Regions from separate parts of the Mus musculus genome. Here region 1 is linked to region 2. The links are chromatin contacts, called in public HiChIP or PLAC-seq maps. All regions are on one chromosome and are shown on one strand. Each heading gives the region's core, a stretch centred on a gene start, on an enhancer-like site or on the middle of the called end of the contact. The rest is flanking DNA. Distances are from core to core; before and after follow the strand shown. Region 1 holds the start of Osbpl9 (oxysterol binding protein-like 9). Region 2 overlaps Osbpl9 (oxysterol binding protein-like 9).

Region 1 (5,269 bases), core at 397-2,896, 54 kb after region 2:
AGCTTTGAACAATATGTTTGTGTCTCATTAAAATTTGATCCTTTAAAAATTACGTAGAAGAGAGGCTAGGAATGTGGGTCAGTGGTAAAGTGTTGACCTAGCATTTTCGAGGCCCTGGGCTCCATCAAAAATAAAAATAATAAAGACACAGAGAACATAAGTTCATATCCAAAGAATGATAAAGGTGACCAACGCTTGTAGTTTGGCAGACCTGCCTAACAGCATGTACTTTTCTACTTCCTGTAGCAAAAGAGAAATTTAATGGGAAGCCTGACTCCACCACTTACAGCTGTGTATGTGATCTTGAGCTAATTACTTAAAAGCCTGGAGTCTCAGATTCCAAAACTGTAAAATGGGAGCATTAAATGGGAATAATGAATACCTACCTTGCAAATTTATTAAGAGTAAATGAATTAAGGTGCCCACTAGACTACACTAAAAGCTCGAGAAGAGAGGCAGCGTCTACACAGCTGTCGATTCTTGCTGGAATGAAGACCCGCAGGACAGGAACTCAATGATATTTTTAAATGAATGAATAACTATGTGTCCCTACTTCCCTCATCCACACTAACTCTTCTCCCATAATCGTATTTCTTCGTTTTTCTTCTATCATTTTCTAAAGCCTTCAAGACATTCTATATTTTGTCCTTCTGGGTGCTTTTCTTCTTCTCACGGGCTATTATTAACAATACAGCTCAAAGAAAGTGGCCCCGTTAGTAATTTCTCCAACACCGCCCACCTTCCATTTCTAATGCGAAGGAGGTGGAAGAGGCGGTCAGAACATAGGCTCCACAGCATTTCATCTACCTACCCTGGGCCACTAACTCGCGTCAACAACAGCGAAGTCGGTCCTCTCCAGAACACAACTTTCAGGGCAACTGCACCATCTCTTTCTACATCTCCGCAACCAGAAGACTCGCGCAGAGGGAATCCTCTGCTCTCAAAAGTTACGGAGTCCGTTACACTCGTGCCCCGCTGGAAAGAGGGGTGCATCCCCACAGTAGGACAGCCTTGCTGGACAGACTGATGGGATTTCAGAGCCCACGGTGTGGACGCGGGTCACCTTTGGACCTGGCCAGGTTCCTCTGACCACTGCTCCGAGAAGGCAGCGCTCTTCGAGCCCTGGAGGGAAGCTAAGGGGTGCGGCCAGTGCCCGGGCTGGGGACAGGAGAGACGCACAGTGTGGACAGCTAGGCTGACCTGCCACACCGGGACTACGCCCACCCGTACCTCGTCTCAGCGCAGACCCTACCTAGTCACAGAACCACTCCCTGAGACACCCGGCTCGCCCCCGGCCCATAAATCAGCCGGCCGGCGCTGCTCACTGGCTGGGTCCGCATCTCCCTTCTGGTCATTGGCTACCCGCACGCAAAGCCCTCCTCCACAAGGGAACCTCGCGTACGGCGGTCTCTCAGCGGAGCACCCCCGCCCCGGCTCCGCGTAGCTCGCCGTCCCAGCAGCGCGGCCTCAGCCACTCACCGTGTAGTAGGAGAGCAGCCCTGCATTGTAGTCCAGCACGAACCAACGATACTGCCATCCCTTCATCACGTTAGTCCATTTGCTCAGCGGCCCTTCCACGATGGACGCCATCTTGGGAGCCGCCAATGACAACAAACGGCCTGACGTCAGTCGCCTATATGGCATTCGGCATGCAGGGGGCGGGGTCTCCGAGAGCCTAGGCGGGACCAGGGCGTGAGTGGGCGGGGCCAGGTGCGGCTCCTCTGTGCAGCTGGTGGACCCACGCCCCTGGCAATCCTAGTCAAGCATGCTTTGTTTCTTTCTCTCTTCGCCTATTGTGTATAGGGCGGGCTGTTATGGAGGCAGAAAACTGAGAAAGCGAGCGTGAATATTTAGATTATTTATCCAAAACAGGCGTGAAGGTGGATACCTGTAATCCCAGCACTTGGGAGACCAGAGGATCGGTAGTTCAAAGCCAGACTCAGCTAAGTAAGACTGACAAAAAAAAGAAAAGAAAAAAAGGAGAGAAGGAGAAAAGGGGAGTGGGGGGACAGAGAGACGGAGGGGAGGGGGGTTTAGAGGTGGGTGTAAGGGAGGGAGGGAGAGACAGACAGACAGAGAGAATAAGAGAAAAACATCTTCAAGAGGATCTGGAGGGTAGGGGAGCACACAACTGCCTGTAACTCCAGGCCATCAGAACTGAGGGTACCAGCACTTAGGAGCAAATATTCCCACCCCACTCAGACATACTCACTAAAGTACATATAACTAAAACTAAATTTTTTTTTTGTAAGTTCAAGATAATCCTTGACTACATAATGAGTTTGAGAGTAGTGGGTGCTACATAAAACTTTTTTTTAAATTGTAACATAAGTTTTGTTGGGTTTTTTGTTTTTTTTTTTTTTTTTTTTTTTTTTTGGAGACAGAGTCTCTTTTGCAGCCTTGGCTGTTCTGGTATTTGCTATATATAGGTAGACCAGGCTGTCCTCTAACTCACAGAGATCTGTCTGCTTCTGGGCTTGGGTTAAAGGTGAGAGCCACCACACCTGGCCAAAGAATTCTATATTTAAGAACCTAGTGATTGGGAAAGCTGGAGAGATGGCTCATCATCGGGTAAGCACTGACTGCTCTTGCAGAGGTCCTGAGTTCAATTCCCAGCAACCACAGGGTGGCTCACAACCATTTGTAATGAGATCTGATTCCCTCTTCTGGTGTGTCTGAAGACCAACTGTGTACTCACATACATAAAATAAATAAATAAATCTAGAAAAAGAAGGGGAAGAAGAACCCAGTGATCCTCTTTTGGCCTCCCTGGCCCCAGACATGTATGTAGTACACAGATATGCATGCAGGCAAAAAGAACTCATATACTTCTTGTTTTGTTTTGTTGTTTTACTGTAGAGAAAAATCTAGGGCTTTGTGCATGCCAGGAGAACATTCTACCCCTGCTATATTAGTCAGGGATCTTTAGAGTAAAAATACTTACAGAATGAATATATTTGTGTATATATAGAGAGATCGATAGATATACACACACACACAGAGTGGGATTTATTACAGGATGTGATTAAGCAAAGACAACAATGGCTGCCTATGCATAGAAAATCCAAGAAACTAGTAATTGGATGTCTCAGCTAGCTAGTCTTCTGTGTATGCCAAAATCTGGAAAGAATAGGCCCTAATGCCAGTGAAGTAATGGACTTGCTAGCAAAAGTGAGAGACGTAGGCAGAAAAGGAGAAAGCGTCCTTCTTGATGCCCTATTTATAGGTTTCCAGGAGAAAGTGTGGCTCAGACTAGAGGTGGATCTTCCCACTTCATATCATCCAGTTAAGCAAAAATCTACCACAGGTGTGCCCAGCCATGTTTGGATTTTAGTTAATTCCCGATGTAGTCAAGTTGACAACCAAGAATAGCTATCAGACCTGCCTTTTCTTAAGAAAACATAGATCATTCTTGACACCTCACAAGAGACCACCCCCAATGTCCATTTATGTATTTGTTACACAAACCACACACTTAATAACCATAGTCTGGGAATATAGCCCAGTAGCAGAGTGCTTGCCCAACATATGTGAGTCCCTAAATTCAACTCCCAGAATCAGGGGACTGTACTTAAGCACACATGCTGTTTTGCTCTATGCACTCTTTTAAGGCTTTGAGAACATTTGCAGAAGGTAGAAAGGAAGGCAAGGATAAACAACAAAATCTTTGATGTGTGAGTTACAAATTGTTAAGTGCTATGGGAAAAAAAATAAAGGGAAGAGGGGTTGGGCCTGAATGAGAAGGGAACTTTCTCAAAGCTTTATACATGTATACACAATCAGCTATACCCTCATAGCTCCTACCTCTCCCCTTTCTTGCCTCTCCCCTCTCATTAGTCTCATTTGTCCCTCTACACAGTTTTACTTCTGTGTTCAAGTGCTGGGATCTTCTGTAATGGAAGCAAATACTAAGAAAGTAAACAGGAAAGTTGCCCAATACTGAGATTCCAGAGATGCCTCAGCTGATACAGTGCTTGCTGCATAAGCAAGAGGACATGAGTTCAGAGGCCTCACACCCACACAAAGGCCAGGTGCATGTCTGTAGTCCCAGTGCTGGGAAGATGAGACAGGAAGTTCCTTGGGGATTTCAGGTCAGCTAGTCCGGCAGAATTGGTGAGATATAAAATCAGTAGCAGACTGTGTCTTTAAAAAAAGAAATGTGGGGCCTGGGAGCTCAATGTGGCAGGGGTGAGTGGGGTGCGGTGGGGTGGATGGGGTGGGGTAGGGCAGGGTGGGAGGAAACATGCCTTTAATCCCAGCACTTGGAAAGCAGAGGCAGGTGGATGTCTGTGAGTTCAAGGCCAGCCTGGTCTACAGAGTAAGTTCCAGGGCTACACTTAAAAACCATGTCTTGAAAAAAAGAGGCTCAGTGGGTTAAGATACTTGCCACCAAGCATGATGACCTGAGTTTGACCCCTGGGACCCACATGCTAAATAAAAGACAGAACTAACTGCCTTTAATCCCAGCTCCAGGGTATCTGACGTTGTTTTCTGGCCCTCCTTAGACACTGCACTCACACAAACAAAACCCTGTGAGTTTGTGCTCAGACACACACATATACACATACTTAGAAATAATTTTTAAATGCCTTAGACATAATGTGGACAGTATCATCAACCGCTTAGTCTGTCTTAGCGTTCCTTGGGGTCAAGAGGCATCAGAAGGCTCTCCTTAGCGTCCGCCATGAAAAGACAAGTCAACAGCAAAAGGCAGAGGAAAGGCTTGACTCCTAAGACAATGTCCAGCTCATAGTGCCTTGTCTACAGTCTACACTCATCAGCTAAAGTTAAACATGGTGGAGACACACACTGGTCTTGTTCCTACATTCTTTTGTTTCGGGCCTTGCCTGGAAAGAAAGGGCTGCTGGAGTATAGAGGAAATAGAAAAGGACTCAGCCAAAAGAAGACATAATGCTGATCATTATGCCCTAGAAACTTGCTGAGGACAGGAATTGGGGCTAAGACATCCTACCACTTAGAGGATCAGTAACTGTCTGACGCTGGGATTGTACTCAGGGACTGTGTGTGCCAACCACACACTCTACCACTGATGTACACTATTAGCCAAACTGTCATTTTATTTGTTTTTTTCTGTTGTTGTTTTGTAAGATGGAGTTCTTGCTATATAGTTCAGGCCTTGAATTTATGAGCCTCCTGCCTCAGTCACTTAAGTAATGGGGATTGCAGGCCTATACAAAAACATCTGAATCCAGGATAAGATCTTTTAAATGTGTGTGTGTGTGTAGAAGACAAGAAGTCCTTGCACACA
Region 2 (5,310 bases), core at 2,764-5,263:
GTAACGTACCATCTCCTGGAAAATACAATGGCATGCCTATTATTATAGGCAGACTGAACTGTGCCCCATACTCTCATGTGTTTCAACACTCCATCCCCAGCTGGTGGCACTATTTTGGGAGATAGTGGACTCTTAGGGATGTAGGGCCTAGCTGGCAGATGCAAGCCACCAGGGGAAGACTTGAAGGTTATAGCCTTCCCCACTTCTGTGCTGTTCTTGGTATCCTGTCCTCCAAGAGATAAACAAGACCAAGACTACCAAGACTGAGCAGCTATCACTGTCTTCCTACCCTGTCACCATGGACTGAGTCTCCAGGTTAAGTGGCACACCACACCCCAACTTCCCTAGGTCAGCTATGTACTTCCTGAGTTCTGGATTGGAATCTGGTCCACATTTTCTTGATTCTCTAACACTATCATTTTCTTAGCAGCTAATCCGGTACTCACAATTATAGAACAAATGGTCATTTGTCTGCTAGAATGGTGCCTTTTCTCAGTGAAGTCTCCTGACCAGCCTTGTCTTTGCTTGCTTGTTTTTCCCTGATGCTGTGATAAAATGCTTTGATAAAAAGCACTTGAGGGAGAAAGGTTTTATTTTAGCTCAGTGTGCCAGTCACAGCAGGGAGTCAGGGCAGCAGGGGCTCACAGCAGCTCATCACATCTACCCACAAGCAGAAAGCAACAAGGATGCTGTGGCTCAGTCCCCTTCCTCTTTTTATCCAGTTCAGGACCCCAAGCCCGGGGGGTCCTGCCTACAGTTAAGATGGGTCTTTCCATATCACTGAATGCAACCAAGATTATCCTCCACAAGCACGCCCAAAGGCCTTCGTCCCAGGACTTGCTTCTACAGTCTGTCAAATTCACAATTAACAGTAACAATCAGAAGCCTATGCCTTTAACATACATACAGCTCATGGTTATTATTTATTGTCCATCTCTCCTGCCACTGAATACTAGGCTCCACAGAAGCAAGGTTCTTTACTTCTTGACATATCCCAACCAGCTAGAAGTTCATCAGGAAACAATTGCTCAACAAAATATTTGCTGAATGAGAACTGATGAGTCACTGATCTTATTACTAGGCTTTCTTTTCATTTGTTTATTTGTTTGTTTATCTATTTATTTACTGAGGCAAGGTATGTATGTAGCTCTGGCTGTCCTGGAACTCACTATAGAACCCAGGCTGGCCTTGAACTAAGAGATCTGTCTGCTTCTGCCTCCCAAGCACTGAGATTACAGGCATGCGCCACCAGGCCCAGCAAGTTAGAGTTCCTAAGAAATTATTTTTGCTTGATATCTTATTAAATCTTCCATAATTGGCTCCTTCAAAGATTTATTAATAGTTATAGCTGAAGTCTCTAAACTGTCAATGTGCATGTAAATATTTACAAATGTGTTTCTCCTCCACAACGTCTGTTTTGACTATCTAAAGCAATGTCGTGAGTCTCCAGAGCAGAGTCAGCACTATATTAGACAGTTTGCTCATTCAGTCAAAGACAATGAAAAACATGAGCTCTTTTCTATTCATTCATCAATCACATGCTTCTCAGTCATTTTTACTCAATAAAAATCCTTGATATGCAAATATATACTAACACTTAGCTCCTGCAGGGACTGTCTATACTGCTTTAACTTCAGGTTAAAGGACTTTAGGACATGGAATGTAGGAACATTTAAGAAGGCTGTAGTTTTAGAGAACTGACATAGGCATTAATCAGGAAACTGCTCAGATAGCATAGAGACCAAGAAGGGGGCGAGGGAGTAATGGGGAGGCAGTGAGTGTGAGCATAAGAAGGGATAAAGACCCAAGCCACGTTACAGACTTAGGAGACAGAGGAGGAGCGGCCAGTGGACAAAGTGATGGGCCTTTCCATCACACAATACAAGGAGAGGCAGACACAGAACAAGAAAAGATTCAGTTAGCTTGAAAACTGGAGGTAGAGTACCACAACACAGAGAAGAGGGCTGGCAAGCCCCAACTGCTGGAGCCCTCAGGAATCAGAAGAGGACTGTCAGTCCAGGCCAGCCCAGCAAAACCTTAAACAAAACACAACAAAAGAATATACAAGATGAAAACCAAGATGACTCCAAAATTTTTACTTATGGCTTAAAAAGCCTCTGACGTAGTCAATCCTAAAATCTGATAAGCCTCAACTGTCAGAAGTGGTTTGTTTGCTGTTTAAAGTGTGTGCATGCACATGCATGTGTATGTAGGTGTGTGTGCACACGTGTACAAGTTGTGCATGGGGTGTGTGCATTTGTAGGGGGGTCTGCATTTGTATATGTGCATGAACATGTATGCATATATGTGTATGTGTGAAGTCAGGCATTTTCCTCAATCACTCTCTACCTTATGTTAGTCAAGGTCTCTCACTGACGCTAAGCTTGTCACCAGCTTTTCCCATGGGTTCTAGGAATCCAAACTCAGGTCCTCGAGCTTGGGTGGCAGTGCTTTATCCACTGAGCCATCTCTCTAGCCCTAGAAGCTAATGGTACAATACCTGCGTGCAATCCCAGCACTCTGGAAGCTTAGGTGGGAGGATTTGAATTCAAAACCAGCTTGGGATACATAACAAATATCAAGTAAGCCAAAGCCATATTTCAGGACTTGTCTTTAAGAAAATAATAAAAGTTTTACTGAATTTATGAGTAAGAAGTATTCAAATACATGTTATTATGGGAAAAAATGAGAATTTCTCTTTAATGCATTTTGGGATGAGAGGGAAGAGTGGGGCAAAAGAAGGTGATTTTAAGGGGCCAAACCAAGTCTCAGCTCACAAGGAGACATACAGAAGGTCAAAAGGAAAGGAAGATATAATCACTTTACTTGGATTAATAAAGAAAAAAAGGGGAGGAGAAATCAATGCCTATTTAAAAACAAAAAAAGCTGGGCGTGATGGCGCACACCTTTAATCCCAGCACTCAGAAGGCAGAGGCAGGTGGATTTCTGAGTTCGAGGCCAGCCTGGTCTACAGAGTGAGTTCCAGGACAGCCAGGGTTACACAGAAAAACCCTGTCTCTCAAAAAAAAAAAAAAAAAAAAAATTCAGGAAGGAGCTAGGTGTGGCAGCTCATGCCTGAATGACCAGCACTTGGAGAGCTGAGTCAGGGGGATCACCCCTCAGTTCAAAGCCAGTTTGGTCTAGATAGAGTTCCAGGTCCAGACTGCAGGGTGAGACAAGCCAATAAAAATGAAATAATAAGTAAAATTTATGAAAAAGACTAAAACAAAGCAAGTGACACGTGAAAAATGAATCAGCTACTAATTCTTTTGTTTGCTTTTGAAATAAACAAGATCAATTAGATAAGACCTAACAAAGTAACAGAAGCCTACAAGAAATTATAATAATGAATGTATGCTACTTTATAAAATGCTTATACTTTAATAAAATGCTTAGAAAAAACGACATTCTTTAGCTCCTGGGGGGGGGAGCTTTTGTACTTAAAGAGAAGTGTGCGCATGTTCCTGTGGAGTGGAGAAGCGGGAAGGCATTTCTGAATTATCAAGAACAACATTCCATCTGAAGGTTTCATTCTGGCTCCAGTTTCTCCAAGGAATTCTGCTCAGGGCAAACAGCAGCAAGCCACTTCCTCTCTCTTCTATATTTAGCTCTAAGCTGCTAATACAATATCTTTGCCTTTCCTTCAGAAAGGATACACTTCTAGATCAAGACTGTAGTTACAACCCTGCACGTCCCACAAGCTTCAGCCCCATCCTCTAGAAGACAATCTAGACACAGCTATCGAATGTCATCGATTCAGCACTCACGACAAACACAATTTATGTTTATGCAGATCACTGTGCACCATCACCATTTCAGGCACCACTTCAGTTTTCCTAGGAAAACCAAGTTTCTGAACAGAACAAATAACTAGGAAGATGTGTTGGGCTTTTTCCCCTCGAACACTTTGAACTGCTCCCTCTGCTGGCGTAAGAAGAGAACTGTGCAGCATGACCAGAACTGAAAGAAGATGGAGCACAGGTCAATGTCTGACTCCCTGGTCATTAACTCCATTCAGGGAACATCCCCATGCGTCCTGTGGCTAGGCTTCCAAGCCTCCCTAATAGTTGGTGACAGAACTGAGCATGCCTTGTGATGTGACTCACTACCATGTGACCAATGTCCCAGTTAACCTTGCCTCAGTGGGCCCAGGCAGTGTCGACCTCTGCTTGGATATACACTGAGCACAGAAGAACCCTGCGACACCTACTCCCATGAAACACTAATACTGCAATGGGAGAAAGTGACGTGGATACAAAGGGGCTCCGGTATGATAAAATATAAGTCAGAGTGACTGACCCAGAATCACAAGAAAGTAAGGTGGAAACAAACAGTACTGTATAATGAGAATTGTCAATATAAATCTTGGCCCTGTTACTTCCTGCATGTGTGACCAAAAATACAAATTAATACAAGCCTCAAGCCCACCCCTGGATGGTGAGGATAAAAATATCTACCTCACTAGGGTGGGTTCGATCCCTGTGAAGGACCAGCATAACATTAAACTGGCCCTTAGCGGCCAGGCAGTGGTGGGCCACACCTTTGATCCCAGCACTCTGGAGGCAGAGGTAGGTGGATCTCTGAGTTCAAATCCAGTCAGAGTGAGTTCCAGGACAACCAAGGCTACACAGATAAACCCAGTCTCCAGAAATCAAAAACCAAACCAGAATAAAACAAAACTGGATGAAGTAAATTGAACCCTAGAGTTTTCTACATATGTCTAACGGCTTGTAGAAACGTTCCTTTCATTATGAATCTTTACTCTCTCTCTCCACCAGCACACACCAAGCAATGTGCCCCAAACTGAAAAGATTGCCTACTAAGTAAGATCCACAGGTCTCCTCCCAAGGTTATATAATATATAAGCAGCACTTGCTTGAGACAGAAGACTGATGACTGCCTGCAGGGAGCTCTAGCAACTGAAGCTTCCAAGAGTCACCGCCCATGCTGAGATGTGGCTTTCCATGACACATTTCCCTTCAGTTGTCTGTGTTCCCGAAGTAACCCAAATAAACCCCCATTCCCACTTACCGCTCTGCTATGCCCTCTACCGCATGGTACACTAATTATGCCTTGGAAACCATGAGCTGAATGGGATTTCTCACCTTTAAGTTGTTTCCATCAGGTATCTTGTCATGGCTACATAAAAGTTACCTAGTAGCCACAGGAAAAGTTGTTCTTAAACATACACAGGACTGAAGGGTCAAGGAAATGGCATTGTTCTTCCCTTCAGGAAGAAGGACTGGAGTGATAATTAGCGTCATCTTTTCAATACTCTCCTTAGATTGTTACATTGAAAATTTATTTTAG

The links. HiChIP or PLAC-seq counts read pairs in DNA pulled down with a chosen protein or histone mark.
Region 1: a CTCF HiChIP or PLAC-seq map of the NIH/3T3 cell line shows a contact between it and region 2, with 11 read pairs. The contact joins the promoter of Osbpl9 here to the enhancer-like site in region 2. A contact is called at or near these places in 1 of 39 promoter capture datasets (neutrophils), 1 of 15 datasets of contacts at CTCF or cohesin (the NIH/3T3 cell line), 2 of 115 datasets of contacts at active chromatin or transcription factors (both in embryonic stem cells) and 2 of 9 other capture datasets (adipose tissue and pancreatic islet).

Annotation. Positions count from the first base shown.
Region 1 is chr4:109,200,626-109,205,894 of GRCm38.p6, forward strand. It overlaps Osbpl9 (oxysterol binding protein-like 9), which reads right to left and starts at 1,647. Exons shown (of 24, transcript NM_001368727.1): 1 at 1,480-1,647. The coding sequence starts at 1,590. It overlaps Gm46867 (a long non-coding RNA gene), which reads left to right and starts at 1,568. Exons shown (of 3, transcript XR_001784406.1): 1 at 1,568-1,624.
Region 2 is chr4:109,143,833-109,149,142 of GRCm38.p6, forward strand. All of the region lies in intron 3 of Osbpl9 (oxysterol binding protein-like 9), which reads right to left. All of the region lies in intron 1 of Gm52703 (a long non-coding RNA gene), which reads left to right. Among named protein-coding and RNA genes, the nearest start is that of Gm52703, 13 kb to the left of the region's middle. Within about 2 kb of position 4,014, at least 85 of the 459 cell types and tissues checked have an H3K27ac peak or open chromatin away from gene starts, as enhancers often do. A contact at or near this core is called in the NIH/3T3 cell line and adipose tissue, where this site is marked.